Regions from separate parts of the Sus scrofa genome. Here region 2 is linked to region 1. A link is a contact called in public HiChIP or PLAC-seq data. All regions are on one chromosome and are shown on one strand. Each heading gives the region's core, a stretch centred on a gene start, on an enhancer-like site or on the middle of the called end of the contact. The rest is flanking DNA. Distances are from core to core; before and after follow the strand shown.

The links. HiChIP or PLAC-seq counts read pairs in DNA pulled down with a chosen protein or histone mark.
Region 2: a contact with region 1 is called in an H3K27ac HiChIP or PLAC-seq map of alveolar macrophages. The contact joins two enhancer-like sites. A contact is called at or near these places in 8 of 47 Hi-C or Micro-C datasets (alveolar macrophages, blood, brain and 1 more) and 1 of 2 datasets of contacts at active chromatin or transcription factors (alveolar macrophages).

What each region holds. Positions count from the first base shown.
Region 1 is chr13:29,172,330-29,178,893 of Sscrofa11.1, reverse strand. XCR1 (X-C motif chemokine receptor 1) reads left to right here. Exons shown (of 4, transcript NM_001001622.1): 3 at 1,071-1,289. Among named protein-coding and RNA genes, the nearest start is that of FYCO1, 33 kb to the right of the region's middle. Within about 2 kb of position 2,218, at least 23 of the 83 cell types and tissues checked have an H3K27ac peak or open chromatin away from gene starts, as enhancers often do. A contact at or near this core is called in alveolar macrophages and subcutaneous adipose tissue, where this site is marked.
Region 2 is chr13:29,288,570-29,295,575 of Sscrofa11.1, reverse strand. No RefSeq gene overlaps it. Among named protein-coding and RNA genes, the nearest start is that of CCR3, 40 kb to the right of the region's middle. Within about 2 kb of position 1,440, at least 21 of the 83 cell types and tissues checked have an H3K27ac peak or open chromatin away from gene starts, as enhancers often do. A contact at or near this core is called in alveolar macrophages and subcutaneous adipose tissue, where this site is marked.

The DNA of each region.
Region 1 (6,564 bases), core at 969-3,468:
TCATGGACATCCATCCTGGGCTGACTGTCAGATGATTGAAGCCTCAGCTGACATTGTACCACAACCCCATGAGAAATCCCACAGGTGAAAGGCCCCAATGAGCATTTCCAGAATTCCTAACCCAGAACATCATGAGCAAAATAAAAGCAGGTGTTGCCATTCTATACCTCTGTGTTTCAGAGAGATTTTTTTTATGCAACAGTGGTGATCAGAATAACCTTAGAGAAGAGTGGGCATAAATGAACAAGGAAAGATTTAGAGTCAGCTTTGAGAGGTTGTTTTTGATAGCTGCAAGCATTGAAGATATCTAAATTCCTTTTTCCAACTCTTTAAGGAGTCTGTGGAGAGATTCCTTGAGGCATGATCTGTGGGCATCTTGCCAGGAGGTAAATAACAGTGGACCTTCACATTTATATAGCCTGTTGGAGTTTGTGAAAAGCAAATTAATACATTTGAATGTCAGAACAAAGGATTAGGGCTCCATTCAACTGCCATCTTTGGCCCAAAATCCCTTCTTGGAATTCCCGAGCCAGTGACTCACCTGCTTCCCTTAGAAAAGCAGTCATGGCTGAGCAAATTTCCCTCAGTGAGTACACATGAAATGGGCACATTGCCAGGCACTTTCCTAATTGTCTCCACATTACACCTTCATAGGGGGACAGCAAAGAGGCTAGAGGCCTCTGAGCTACTATGTCTCAGTGTTGGCCCTCCGTGGAGCTTCCTGGAATGGTCTCAGTCCACAGCAACCCCTTTTAGAGCTGTTTTTAGCAGCTGCTGCCTTGACCTTATCAGATGCATCCTCTGGTTAATGGTTTTTCTTGCAGTGGATATGCCAACAAAACCTCATGACGTCTTAGTGGGATGGACATGGTAGATATTACTGATGCTACTTATTACTACTAAGATGGTAGCCAGTCTTCATGACGGCTCCCAGTGGTTGGTACCACCTGGTACTGACATCGCTGAGTAGGGTTGACCTGGATAACAAGTAAGATAGTGTAGAAATGATAGTGCTTTTCTTCAGAGGTTAGATCATAAAAGATACTGTGGCTTCTGTCTTGGTCTCTTAGATGGCTTACCCTGGGAGAAGGCAGCAACCATGTCAGGAGGACCCTCAGGCTTCATGGAGAGACTCGCATGACCAGGAACCAGGGCCTCCTGCCAGCAGCCATGTGAACACAGCTGGCTTGGAAGCAGATCTTCCAACCCCAGTCAAGCCTTCAGATGACTGCAGCCCCATGGACATCTTGTTCTCATCCCATGAAAGGACATGGGCCAAAACCATCCAGGTGAGTTGCCTCCAAAGTTCTGACCCCACAAACATTGTGTGAGATAATAATCATTGTTTAATCTACTAGGTTTTGAAGGAATTTTTTTTTTCCTTTTTCGGCCATACTGTGGCATATGGATGTTTCCAGGCCCGGGATCAAATCTGAGCCACACCTGCAACCTACGCCACAGCTATGGCAATGCCAGATCCTTAAACTGCTGCACTGGGCCAGGACTCAAAGCAGCAACGCCATAGAGACAAACCGGATCTTTAACCCACTGCACCACAGGGAAACTCCTTGAAGGAATTTTTTAAAGGTATGGTAGATAAATAATATACCCGTTATACAAGTGAGCCTCAGACACATATGGTGACTAGCCCCAAATCGCACAGCTGGAGCTGTGACTGACTGGGAAGAGAGCCCTCATCTTGTGACTGCTGATCCACACAGCACAGGTTCTCTTATAGTCCCATGATTCAGTAGTTCTCTAATTTGGGGTCAGAAGAGGCAAAGATGAGGTTGCAGGCACAGTGCAGCATCTGCCTAGACAACTGTGGCCACACTCACAGCCTCGACCCACATGGCCCCTTGACCAGGAATCCAGAATAGGGAGGGAAGCTAAGAGTCTTCTCTCACTTTCGTGGCACCCTCATGAAGAGGAGGCACAAGCCAGCAACACTTCTTATTTGAACAGACCCACACCCATGCAGGCTCACACATGTGAAGGGTCTCAACCCCTACTGCAAAGGAAACTACAGCTGACCCATGATGCTGCATTTCCGAGGGGCTGTGGTGGGGAAGATTTGTGGTGTCAGGGCTTGTGCTAAGATCCTTGCCTGCAACACGGGGTCTGGCTGTGCCTCCCAGCTTCCCCACTGCTGATTCATGCATCCACTTCAGAGAAGTCACCCCACTGACTCAGTTCCCATGTGACTCACTGGCCATGTGATCGCTGGTCCCCCGCTTCTGCTAGCAGGGCCTGTGGGCAACATGAGCTCTCTGTAGTGACAGTATGGTGGTCACGGGGTCAACAAGTGGCAAGTCTGGCTGGCTCTGTTTTCTCATCCTTCCAGCTGGGTTGGACTTATTCCAGCAAGAGCTGGAATCCCTACATGGCACTGGAATTGACCAAGTCTAGAGGGTAGTTGAAGATAAAAGGTTGAGAAGGGCTCCATAGTCACTGCTTTTGTCTCCAGGGACATGCCAGCCTATCCACAGCAGGAAGGGTGCAGCCCAAAGCCTAAAGCAGGGCTGGACTTCCCAGCAGAGAACAGAAAATTGTTCCTAGGGTGGCAGTGGATGTAAGAGAGACTGAGCAGGAGACCCGCCAAAGCAAACAAGGAAGAGGCCTCACGTGGTAACATTTCCTTTTCCTTTTCTTTCTTTCTTTCTTTCTTTTTTTTTTTTTTTTTTTTTTGGTCTTTTTAGGGCCACACCAATAACATATGGACCCCAGGCTAGGGGTCCAGTCAGACCTGTAGCCACCGACCTACACCAAGGCCATAGCACCTTGGGATCTGAGCCGTGTCTGCAACCTACACCACAGCTCATGGCAACACAGGACCCTTAACCCACTGAGCAAGGACAGGGATCAAACCTGCATCCTCACTGATACCAGTCAGGTTCATTAACTGCTGAGCCACAATGGGAATTCCCTGGTAATATTTCTTGATAAAGTTGTCAGCCCACATGGAAAAGTTGTCAGCCCACATGGGCTTCAGTGTCTTCATGAATGGAGTCAAGTGAATGGTTTTCAAACTGGATTCCTTGGAGCCCAAGCTTTCTGCAGACGAGCTTAAGAGTTTGCCATTGGGAGGGAGGCTCTACACCTGTACTGTCCAATAGGAATATGAAGTAAGCCACACATGCAATTTTAAATGTTGTAGCACCACATTTTCAAAAATCTAACAATAAACAAGTAAAAATGATTTTAATAGTATCTTTTACTTAATCTAGATATTATCATTTCAGCATGCAATCAGTTTGTTAATTTATTAATAAGATATTTCACATTCTCCCTTTTGTGCTAAATCTTCAATATCTGGTGTGTAATTTGTATTTAAGTACATATCAGTTAGAACCAGCCACGTTTGCAGTACTTGACAGCTAGAGTGGTGTACCTGACCTGCCGAGAGGGAGGAGGAATCAGGCGTTTAGAGAAGACCTCCCCCTGGTGGACAAAACTCAAAAGTCCATTTCCTTGATTCAGTAATCATGTAGAATGTCAGCATTATATGTATCCTGAGGGCACTTGGAGAGAGCACCTACAAATCAAAGAAGCAGGTCAAGTGCAGACTCCTGAGGAATTTGAAAGTGAGAATTGTTGATGGCAGACTCCCTTGCTTCTGGGAAGAGAGTGAGTGTGGACTATTCTTTCCAGGAATTTTGCTGTGAACGGGAGGAACATACAAGGCATGGGGCACAGACCTAAGGGTGTTTTAAATGGGAAGAAAATATTTGGACAAAATGCAGGCTGTAGAACACTTGTCATGACCAGATCAAAGGAACCAGAGGCATTCAAGAGTCATACTAACAGAGCTGGTTGGAATACAGACCCTGGAGCCAGCTTCATTGCTTTCTGGCTGTGTGACTTTGGACAGATTACTTACCTCCTTTTGCCTCTGTTCTCGCATCAGTGCAATAGTACCTGCCTCTTCCGTTTGCACTGTGATGAGTTGTGTTTGTATGAGGATTGATTCATTTTTCAAAATAACATACTCAAGTGCTGAGAATAGACATAAGAAAATTAAGTGTTGTATTAGCTATAATGATTAGAGGGATTCATTTAGAGGGGCAACATGTTCTGTGAGTGTTCACACAGGGGGGCTGCCTCTTCCCCAGTGAGTCAGTCGAAGTTCAAATACTGTGTCATGACAAGTCAGAATTCTCAACTCAGAAGTGACAACATTGTTTCAACAGAGGGCAGTGGCCAACAACACATTTCTCTAGCATCTTCAAACTGAAACTGTCAAGAAAGCTGGCTTCCTGACCTAGTGGGGACATTCAGGACCATGGACATCTAACTCTTTGTTTCACTCCTTCCTGGGGAAACTTATCAGGTTTCACAGTTCTATGTTTTATTTTATTTTATTTTTTGGTCTTTTTTGCCATTTCTTGGGCCGCTCCCCGGCATATGGAGGTTTCCAGGCTAGGGGTCGAATCGGAGCTGCAGCCACCGGCCTACACCACAGCCACAGCAACGCGTCTGCAACCCACACCACAGCTCATGGCAATGCTGGATCCTTAACCCACTAAGCAAGGCCAGGGATCGAACCCGCAACCTCGTGGTTCCTAGTCAGATTCGTTAACCACTGAGCCACGACAGGAACTCCTATGTTTTAATTTTGACGCTGATGAATTCAGTGATCTCCTGCTTTTTCTTTTTTCAAAATAATAGCTGTCATGTGTTGAGCCACTACTAAGTGGCAATCACTGACCAATATCTCATCTAATCTATTCAATTCTACGAGGTCAGTTTCCATAAATAACATTATGCCATAAATATCACTTGGAACACTTTTTAAAATTCAACATGATGTTTTTGAGCTACAGCTGTGCGGCTCTAGTAAATCCTTTTCTGATTGCTTCTTTGTCTTACTGTGTATGCATCTGCCAACATTTTATGTATCCATTCCCTAGCGACAGACACCTAGGTTGTCCCAATCTCTGCCATCAAAACAAGATGCAATGAGCATCTTCTCACCTGTCTCTTATGGCCTGTGCAGAATATCTCTGGATAAAGAACCCAAGGGTGGACCTGCTGGGTCAGCGGGTATTTGCAGCCTTACCTTCTTCCAGGTTGTCCTTCAAATGCTATGCCAGTTCCCATTCCCACCAGCCTTGCCTCCAGGGTCCTCACTTTCCCCATTCTCATCAGCCTGTAATGTTATGACTTTCTAATTTTTGCCAAATACATGGGCAGAAATGATGTCTGACAGCTTTAATTTGCATATACGTGATAGCTGTTGAAATCTCATAGGCCTAGAGCTGTTCCAGGCTTGAACTGAAAGGGCTATGCACAGGGCAGTTTCCGTCTAAGAACTGGTAAAAATTCCATGGATGTGTAGCTCTTCACTAGGTGACTTTGTGTATTTCAGTGTATCTGCTGCTCCCACCAGCCCTGGGAAGTAAGTACTTACAGCATATGAGACTCAGAGGGCTTAGTGACTAAGCCGTGGGTCGTCCAGCCAGTTCTTATTAGAACCAGGAAGAGAATCCAAACATTGAGACCCCCTCACCAGAGCTCTTCCTACTCCACCATTTATACCCATAGCCCATCAGGAAGAGATGGCTTTCCCCTGAAGCATAGGGTTCCAATGTTTGTGAGAAAGTTGGGGATTTTGGTTGTTTCTCTGCTTTGTTTCTTTAATCAGCTTCACTGAAGTATCATTCATATACAATAAAATGCACCCATGTTAAGTGGGCATTTCTACAAGTGTACACTGGTATAACCATCACTGGTCCAGACACTTTGATTGCCTTACCCCAATCCTGGATCCAGTGAACAGATGTTTTTGTTGTAGAGCAGAGTTTTAATTGTAAACTAAGAGCTCAAGGCCAGAGACAGAGTCTGAGTTTCTTACAGTGTCATCTGAAGACGCTTTCTGCAGCTTAGTCACCTGCTGAGCAGAACCCAGTCTTTCCCCCTACCTACTGCATCACAATTTCTGGGGCTGAGGCCTGGGGATCTGCATGTTCTTCTTTTTTTCTTTTTTGTCTGCACTTGTAGCATATGGAAATTCCTGGGGCAGGGATTGAGTCTTAGCTGCAGCTACGACCTACACCACAGCTGCAGCAATGCCGGATCTTCAACTCACTGTGCCAGGCCAGGGATCAAACGCTCACCACCACGGAGACAATGCCGCATCATTAACCCACTGTGCCACAGCAGGAACTTGGGGATCTGCATGTTTAATACAACATAAACAATACTTGTGTACCTAAATTTGTAAAACCATGGCTGTGAGCCATGGATAATTGTTGAAGATTTTTGAGCTGAATAGTAGGATAGTAGCTTTTTAAAATTTATTTAACTTTGAAATAATTATAGATTAGCCGGAAGTTGTAAAAATAGTATGGAGAAATCCCACCCAATTTTCCTCCAGTGGTTACATCTTCCTTAACTACAGTGCAATATCAAAACCAGGATTTGGACATGGGTACAATGCGTGTGTATCGTTCTGTTCTGTTTTACCACATATGTAGATTCCTGTAACCACCACCTCAGTCAAGATACAGAATTGTTCCCTCATCACAAAGGTGTCCCTCCTGCTACCCTTTAAAGTCATACCTC
Region 2 (7,006 bases), core at 191-2,690, 120 kb before region 1:
TGTAACCCAGCTTTCCTCAGAGGTATAGCTCCTGTCCTTAGAACCCAGCCTTGCCTCTCCTCCTTCAGGAATTTTTCCATGAACACCTACTTGACACTTTCCATGTATTTTTTTCTTTTATTGCAGCTTGTAACTTGTTTTCCTGTGCCAAATATTATCTCCTCATGTCACACAAGATCCCAGCAGAAAATGACATGCTCAGATTGGGCAGTTTGAGGAGAGTTTAGTCAAGGAACATTTACAAAGGTGATGGCAGTGTGGAGGGAGAATGCATCCCCCTGAGCTGAGTAACAGTGGAATTTCCTACCAGCCTAGGTCCAAAGTGCCAAGGGGTAGGAGGAACTGGCGAGGTCCAGAGCTGAGAGATAGGCCCTGCTGTGGGGGATGTCACCAGCCTCCAGTGCTGCTGCAGGGAGGAGACTGGGGGAATCGACACTTTGACCTCACTCTCCTCCCTTCATCTAACTTCCTGCAGGTGCTCCCCATGGATTCTCCCTAATCCAGAGAGCAAGGGAGAAGACTGGTGTGGTCCATAAGGGGCAGCTTCTCGGGTGCAGAGCAGTGGGGAGAGTAGATCCAGGTGGGGATGACAGAGTATACCCCCCACTCCTTATTTTGACAGAGTATTTAATCTTGAGGCCAGCAACCATGTTTTTCTTTCACCATTCCCTTTACCTCCTGGCATAAAGACTAGGACAATTATAGGTGTTGAGTAAATAGGACCAATTGGAGTTTGATTGATGAATAGCATCCTATTGAACAACATAGGATGAGCAGAACGTCTCTCCCTCTGTCCCTTCCCACTTGTCCTGGGCCAGAGAAGTTGCCGTTCTGATGAGCAGGTTTCAGAGCATGAATTGGCTGCACTTGCTAGCTTTGGGGGCCTTTGTGGGGGTTTTAAAGGTCCCACACATGCTCAAGCAGGTCTAGTCTGCTTCCACCCCTCAAGCAGCAGTATGGTGAATCAGGGTGGGTACCACGGAGACAAGTGCTGCCACCTTGCTTTTGTCTCCTAGTCACACATGTTTCAGCCTACCCATTGCTTTGAGCTTGGGCCAGGCCCTCTGGAATAAGATTTGAATTTCGGTTTAAGAGGAGATAGTGGAATTTCATAGGCCTTGAACTGTTACCAGCTTTACCTAGGCCCTGCACCAGGGAACTAGCAATTAGCCCTGGTCATAACAAAGTGAAACCGTGTTGCCTACCTCTGTTCCTCCCTCTTGTGGCCACTGCGTTGCACAGTTCATAGAGATGCAGATGGTATCCCTTAGAGTTTTGCAACTTAGCTGGACAAGATCAGATACAGTCATTCCTGCCTTTATTGCTATAGCATCATCAAAACCTCACCTCCCACCCAGCATGTGGGGGTATTTCTCTGCTTCATTATTTTCTTGAGTGACTGCCCTGGGTTGGCTGAGTCTCTGGCATTGGAAGGCCCCCTAGTGTTCACATTTTCCATTGCAGCTGTAACTGAAGGAGAGGTTAGCAAGTAAGGGGGACAGTCTGAGGGTTGGGGTCAGTTCCTCAGGACCCAAACTAAGCCAGGAAGAATCTTGTCCTGTCTGAAAACTGAGAGGCTTTCCTCAGGTCAGAAAGTCTAGATTGCAAGAGGCAGCCATTCTTCTGATGGCATGAGGACAGTGGCGTGGCATAGGTTCTTGCTTAGCAGAAAAGGTTACCTTTGAAAATAGGCAGAATCAGAGTTCCCTTTGTGGCTCAGCGGATTACAAACCCAACTAGTATCCATGAGGACATGGTTCAATCCCTGGCCTGGCTCAGCGGGTTAAGGTTCTGGCATTGCCATTAGCTGTGGTGTAGGTTGCAGATGTGGTTCAGATCCCACAATGCTGTGGCTATGGTTGTGGCATAGGCCAGCAGCTGTGGCTCCAGTTCAACCCCTGGCCTGGAATTTCCATATGCTGTAGGCAAGGCCCTAAAAAAGCAAAAAAAAAAAAAAAAAAAAAAAAAAAAAAAAAAAAGGCAAAATCTAGGTATACAGAATTTTAAAGGTATGAATAAGTATTTCTATATTCAAGCTCATATTCATACCCATATAGATATATTTATATCTATACATGTGTATTTATATATCATTACTTTTACCCCCTCTGCCTTATTTCTCAGCCAGGGTCTGGGGCTCTGACATCCATTTAAGTCCCACAGGGCAGTCCTGCATATTCACTAAGCCCTCTGTAGACCTCAAGAGCTGAAATTTGGGGGCTTTGAATTTGCCACCAGTCTGTTGACCCAACAGAACTTAAGAGGTATGAACAGAAAGAATCTTTACTTTTATGCCTCCTGTCCCTTTAAATTGGATCAGAGGCTGAAGTTCTTCTAGCCCCAGTTGGGCTGTCCCATGACTTTTGCCATCACACTTAGGTACAAAAGAAAAAGTCCCATTATCATTTGAAGTCACAAAAGAGAATTTCAGTTCAGAAATTGAAGGGTTGATCTTCATATGAATATCAAAACTCAGCCTGATTTGACAGTTAAATCCACCTCTCCTCCCAGCTGGCTCAGGGATGAACTGACACAGGAAGGAAGAGTGGGGGCACCCTCCTACTTCTCTCTCTTTCTCTCTCTCTCTGTCTCCCTCGTGGCACCTCTGCTACTTCCTCAACGTGGTTTCTAGTCCTCCAGCTGGTGGGTACTGGGAAAGGAAGGAAAGTGGGGTGAGGAAGGTTTTTGTTTGACTGGCCCTGTCATAAGATGTTGACTTCACCCCCAGCTCCTCTTGTGGGGCTGGCAGGTATTTAAAAGTTGATTCTGGGAGTTCCCATCGTGGCTTAGCAGTGACAAACCCAACTGGTATCCAAGAGGGTGTAGGTTCAATCCCTGGCCTCACTCAGGGGGTTAAGGATCTGGCGTTGCCACGAGCTGTGGTGTAGGTCGCACGTCGCTGTGGCTCTGGCATAGGCCAGCAGCTGAGGCTCCAATTGGACCCCTAGCCTGGTAACTTCCATATGCCACACATGTGGCCCTAAAAAAGGCAGTAATAAATAAATAAATAAAAATTTTAAAAGTTGATTCTTTCTCTCATGGTCTGCTTTTGTAGAGTCATTAGAAACTTCCCTGGGAATAGTCAGCATAATTGCATTTTCCCTGGCTGACAGATTCCCATTATCTCCTGTGGTTTCAGCAGTCCACCGCACACACATTTCTCTCATCCTGCAAATGAGCTTCATCCAGGCAGTCTTCTTGGGCATGAATGGAAATCCTCCAGTAAACTCTCTCACTTCGTCTATGGGGAAAAAAAAAATCCCACATCCTTTGCCAAAATCAGCTCTAAAAGCATAGATCCATCCTAAAGTAGTGGCACTTTTTCTCTGTTCCACCCCCAAAGTGGCTGGCTGGTCTTGTCTCCCAATTCCCTGAGTGAGAGCAGGTCTTCTTTAACTGAAGTGACTTGTATCAAGCTCTCAGGTGGTCCCATCGGCTTGAGGTGAGAGACAGTACCCACCATGCCCTCATTCCTTTCCATCCCTGGTGTAGAGGTACCTAGCAGCCCTCAACAAAGAATGCCTTTTCAGGTAGCTCCCTAATTTTCACCAATCCAACCTCTTTGTCCCCAGTGTAGGTAAAGGGTCACAAGAGTCATGAAATGTGTTTTAACAACTCCTATGTCAATTTTGCACATGGCCTACCTTGGAATACAGAATCTGTGGCATCCTGCTACCCCAGTTAACACTTCCAGTGTGCTGTCTGAGTACCAACAGTTAGCATTTTGCATTAGTGAGCAGTGTTTAACTACTACACAATCAACCTTATTTTGTTTAGAACTGTATCTAGGGTCAGGCTAGAACTAACCTGGGGATTTAAGCAGCCTGTCTGCAGACCTCACATCCTGAGCACCCCCCCCCCAAAATCTGGCCTCCTTCATTATGGCTGTGCATATCAGAGCCCCGGATCCTGTTGGGCATGGATTAGCCGGGGTCAGGAAACTTCTTTAAAGACGAGAAAGTAAATATTTTAGGATTTGTGGGCTCCACGGTCTCTGTCGCAATTACTCAGTTCTGTTGCGGTAGCACAAAAGCAGCCACAGACAATTCATAAACAAATGAGTGTGGCTGTGCTCCAGTGAAACTGTTCATAGAGCAGGCAGTGGGCTGTATGTGGGCTGTGGGTCACAGTTCACCAACCCCTGGATTAGATCAATGAATAGAGAAAGAGAAATGGTGACTTTACCTGTACTGAGGATTCACCTGGGCAGGAAGGGATGAAAAGCCCAGTGACAGAAAGACCATAGGCTATGGAGGAAAGAAACCTGCCTTGTTCAGGAGATGTGAAGACTGTAAAATTACAGCTCTGGGATTTGAAGAAAACCTCTGAAAGCTGGAAAAGGATCATTCTTCAAAAATTATTTTATTGGAGTGTAGTTGATTTACAATGTCTGGTTTTCTACTGTACAGCAAAAGTGTAATTCATATATACACATTCTTTTTAATATGCTTATCCATGATGGTTTATCACAAGATACTGAATATAGTTCCATGTGCTGTAGAGTAGGGCCTTACTGATTATCCATCCAATATATAATAGTTTGCATCTGCTATTCCCAAACTCCCAGTCCATCTTTCCTCTCCTCCTTCCCCTTTGGCAACCAACCACAAGTTTGTTCTCGATGTCTATGGGTATGTTCCTGTTTTATAGATTATTTGTGTCATATTTTAGATTCCACATAAAAGTGATATCATATAGTATTTATCTTTCTCTTTCTAACTTGCTTCACTTAGTATGATAATCTCTAAGTCCATCCATGTTGCTGCACATAACATTATTTCATTCTTTTTTACAGCTGAATAGTATTTTATTGTATGTATGTACCACATCTTCTTTATCCATTCATCTGTCAATGACATTTACATTGTTTCTGTGTCTTAGCTATTACAAATAGTGCTGCAGGAGTTCCCATTGTGGCTAAGTGGTAAGGAACCGACTAGTAACCATGAGAACCAGGTTTGATCTCTGGCCTCACGCAGTCAGTTAAGGATCCAGCATTTCTGTGAGCTGTGGTGTGGGTTGCAGATAAGGCTCAGATCTGGCATTGATGTGGCCGTGGTGTAGGCCGGCGGCTACAGCTCTGATTTGACCCCTAGCCTGGGAACTTCCGTATTCCATAGGTGCAGCCCTAAAAAGACAAAAAAATTAAAAAAAAATAGTGCTGCAGTGGAGGATCATCTTTTAAAAACTAATGGAGTATGATGCTCAATAAAAAGGACGAACAAGAGGGAACTCAATACTGAGGTGTGTTCAAGGTCCCATTGTCAAGGTGACTCTAGTCTTTAGTGCACTTCTGTGCTGCTGTGGCTGCCAGAACACTAACCTACCTACCCGGCCACCACTGTCACTTCTACCTTTTACTTTATGAAAAATTATTCAAATATGTAGCCTCAAGCCTTAACTGAGCATGCCCTGCTGGCTTCCAGCATCCTCATATCTATGTCGTGTTGCTTGGGAGCTTCCCCCCAGAGCTGGGAAAGCCTCTCCAGACCCAGGCAGGCTGGACAGGCTGAGGAATTAGTGCCAATCAGCCAGTTACTGACAGGAGTGGAGTGTTAGTACCTCAACTTCCTTCCCCATCAAACGAGAGAACTAAGAAGTATGTTACACCGTTTCCCAGAGATTTTTGGTGGTTATGAGCTCCAGTCATCCCCCCGTGGAAGGCGCTTCATCACATACCTTCTGTTGGCATCTTCTTCTTCCGTTGTACTTCCCCGTCCCTCCTGGAGTTTTCTGCACTTTGCAAATAAACTCTTTGCTCTTCATTTCTTGCTCAGGAGCTGCTTTGGGGGGAGCCCAACATAAGCAGAATGTCACTTTCTCTGTGTCCCTTTCTTCAATGTCTTCATTCTACTTTCTGCCACTGGGGCCTTCGAGCCCCAGTCACGTTTCATTATAGTCATTTTGAGTCAGATGGGTCTCTTCTACTGAGCAGTAAATACATCTTATTCATCTTTGCATCACTGGCCTTTTTCCACAGCCTGTCACACAGTGTTCGAAATGTGTTTGCTGACTATGGGAAGTTTGATGTATAGGCAGCACTGAGGAGGCAAGTTTGAAGAGGCTAATGCACCATGAACCACATGCAGTAGCCACCAGCCACATGGTGGCTATTTCGATTAAAATTTAATGAAAATGAAAAATTCAGTTCCCCATTCTCAGCAGCCACATTCAGGTGCTCAGTAGCTGCATGTGATCTGTGGTGATTTTATTGGACAGCACAGATGTGGAACTTTTCTGTCATCGTAGATGGTACCATCAGACAGTGTGGACTGGGAAGCATGGTAGAGCACGCTGAATCTGTGACTCAGTTACATGCAGTTTTGTGTGGGTCACAGAGCTCTAAAAGCTTTCAGTGACAGCAGGAGTATGAACAAGCACCTATACCTTGTACTTGCGGTTACCTAAGGGCAGACACTACTTCACAAAGCAAGAGAGAACTGGTGATCTTTAGCTTTTACATGATTGCTTTATTTACATTTTGGCTGAACCACAAAAAAGAGAAAAAGTAACTTCAAAGTTTCTTAGCCACATTGAGATTCATGTTGCATGGTTTAGTGTTCCAGAGTTCACATCCTGTGCTGCCATGTAGGGTTGGATTTCTCTCCTTTTTTTTTTTTTTTTTTTTTCCTTTTTATGGTTGCACCTTCATGTGGAAGTTCCCAGGGTAGGGATTGAAGCCCACGGCAACTGGATTCAAGCCACATCGGCAACCTACGCTGCAGCTTGCAGCAACGCAGGATTCTTAACCCACTGAGTGAGGTAAGACCTTTCAGACAGGGATGAAGGTAACAAAAATCAAGGCTACTCACCAGCAGTCATGACTGGACAGCATGGATGGCCAAGTGTAGGCACATCCCTTCTCCAAGCATTAGATTAGGATGTAAAATGTTTTAGAATTGGAATGTTTTCTGATCTTAGAGTGGAAGTTTCTGTAATTTGTGTGTGTGTGTGTCTTTTTTAGGGTCGCACCTGTGGCATATGGAGGTTCCCAGGTTAGGGGTCG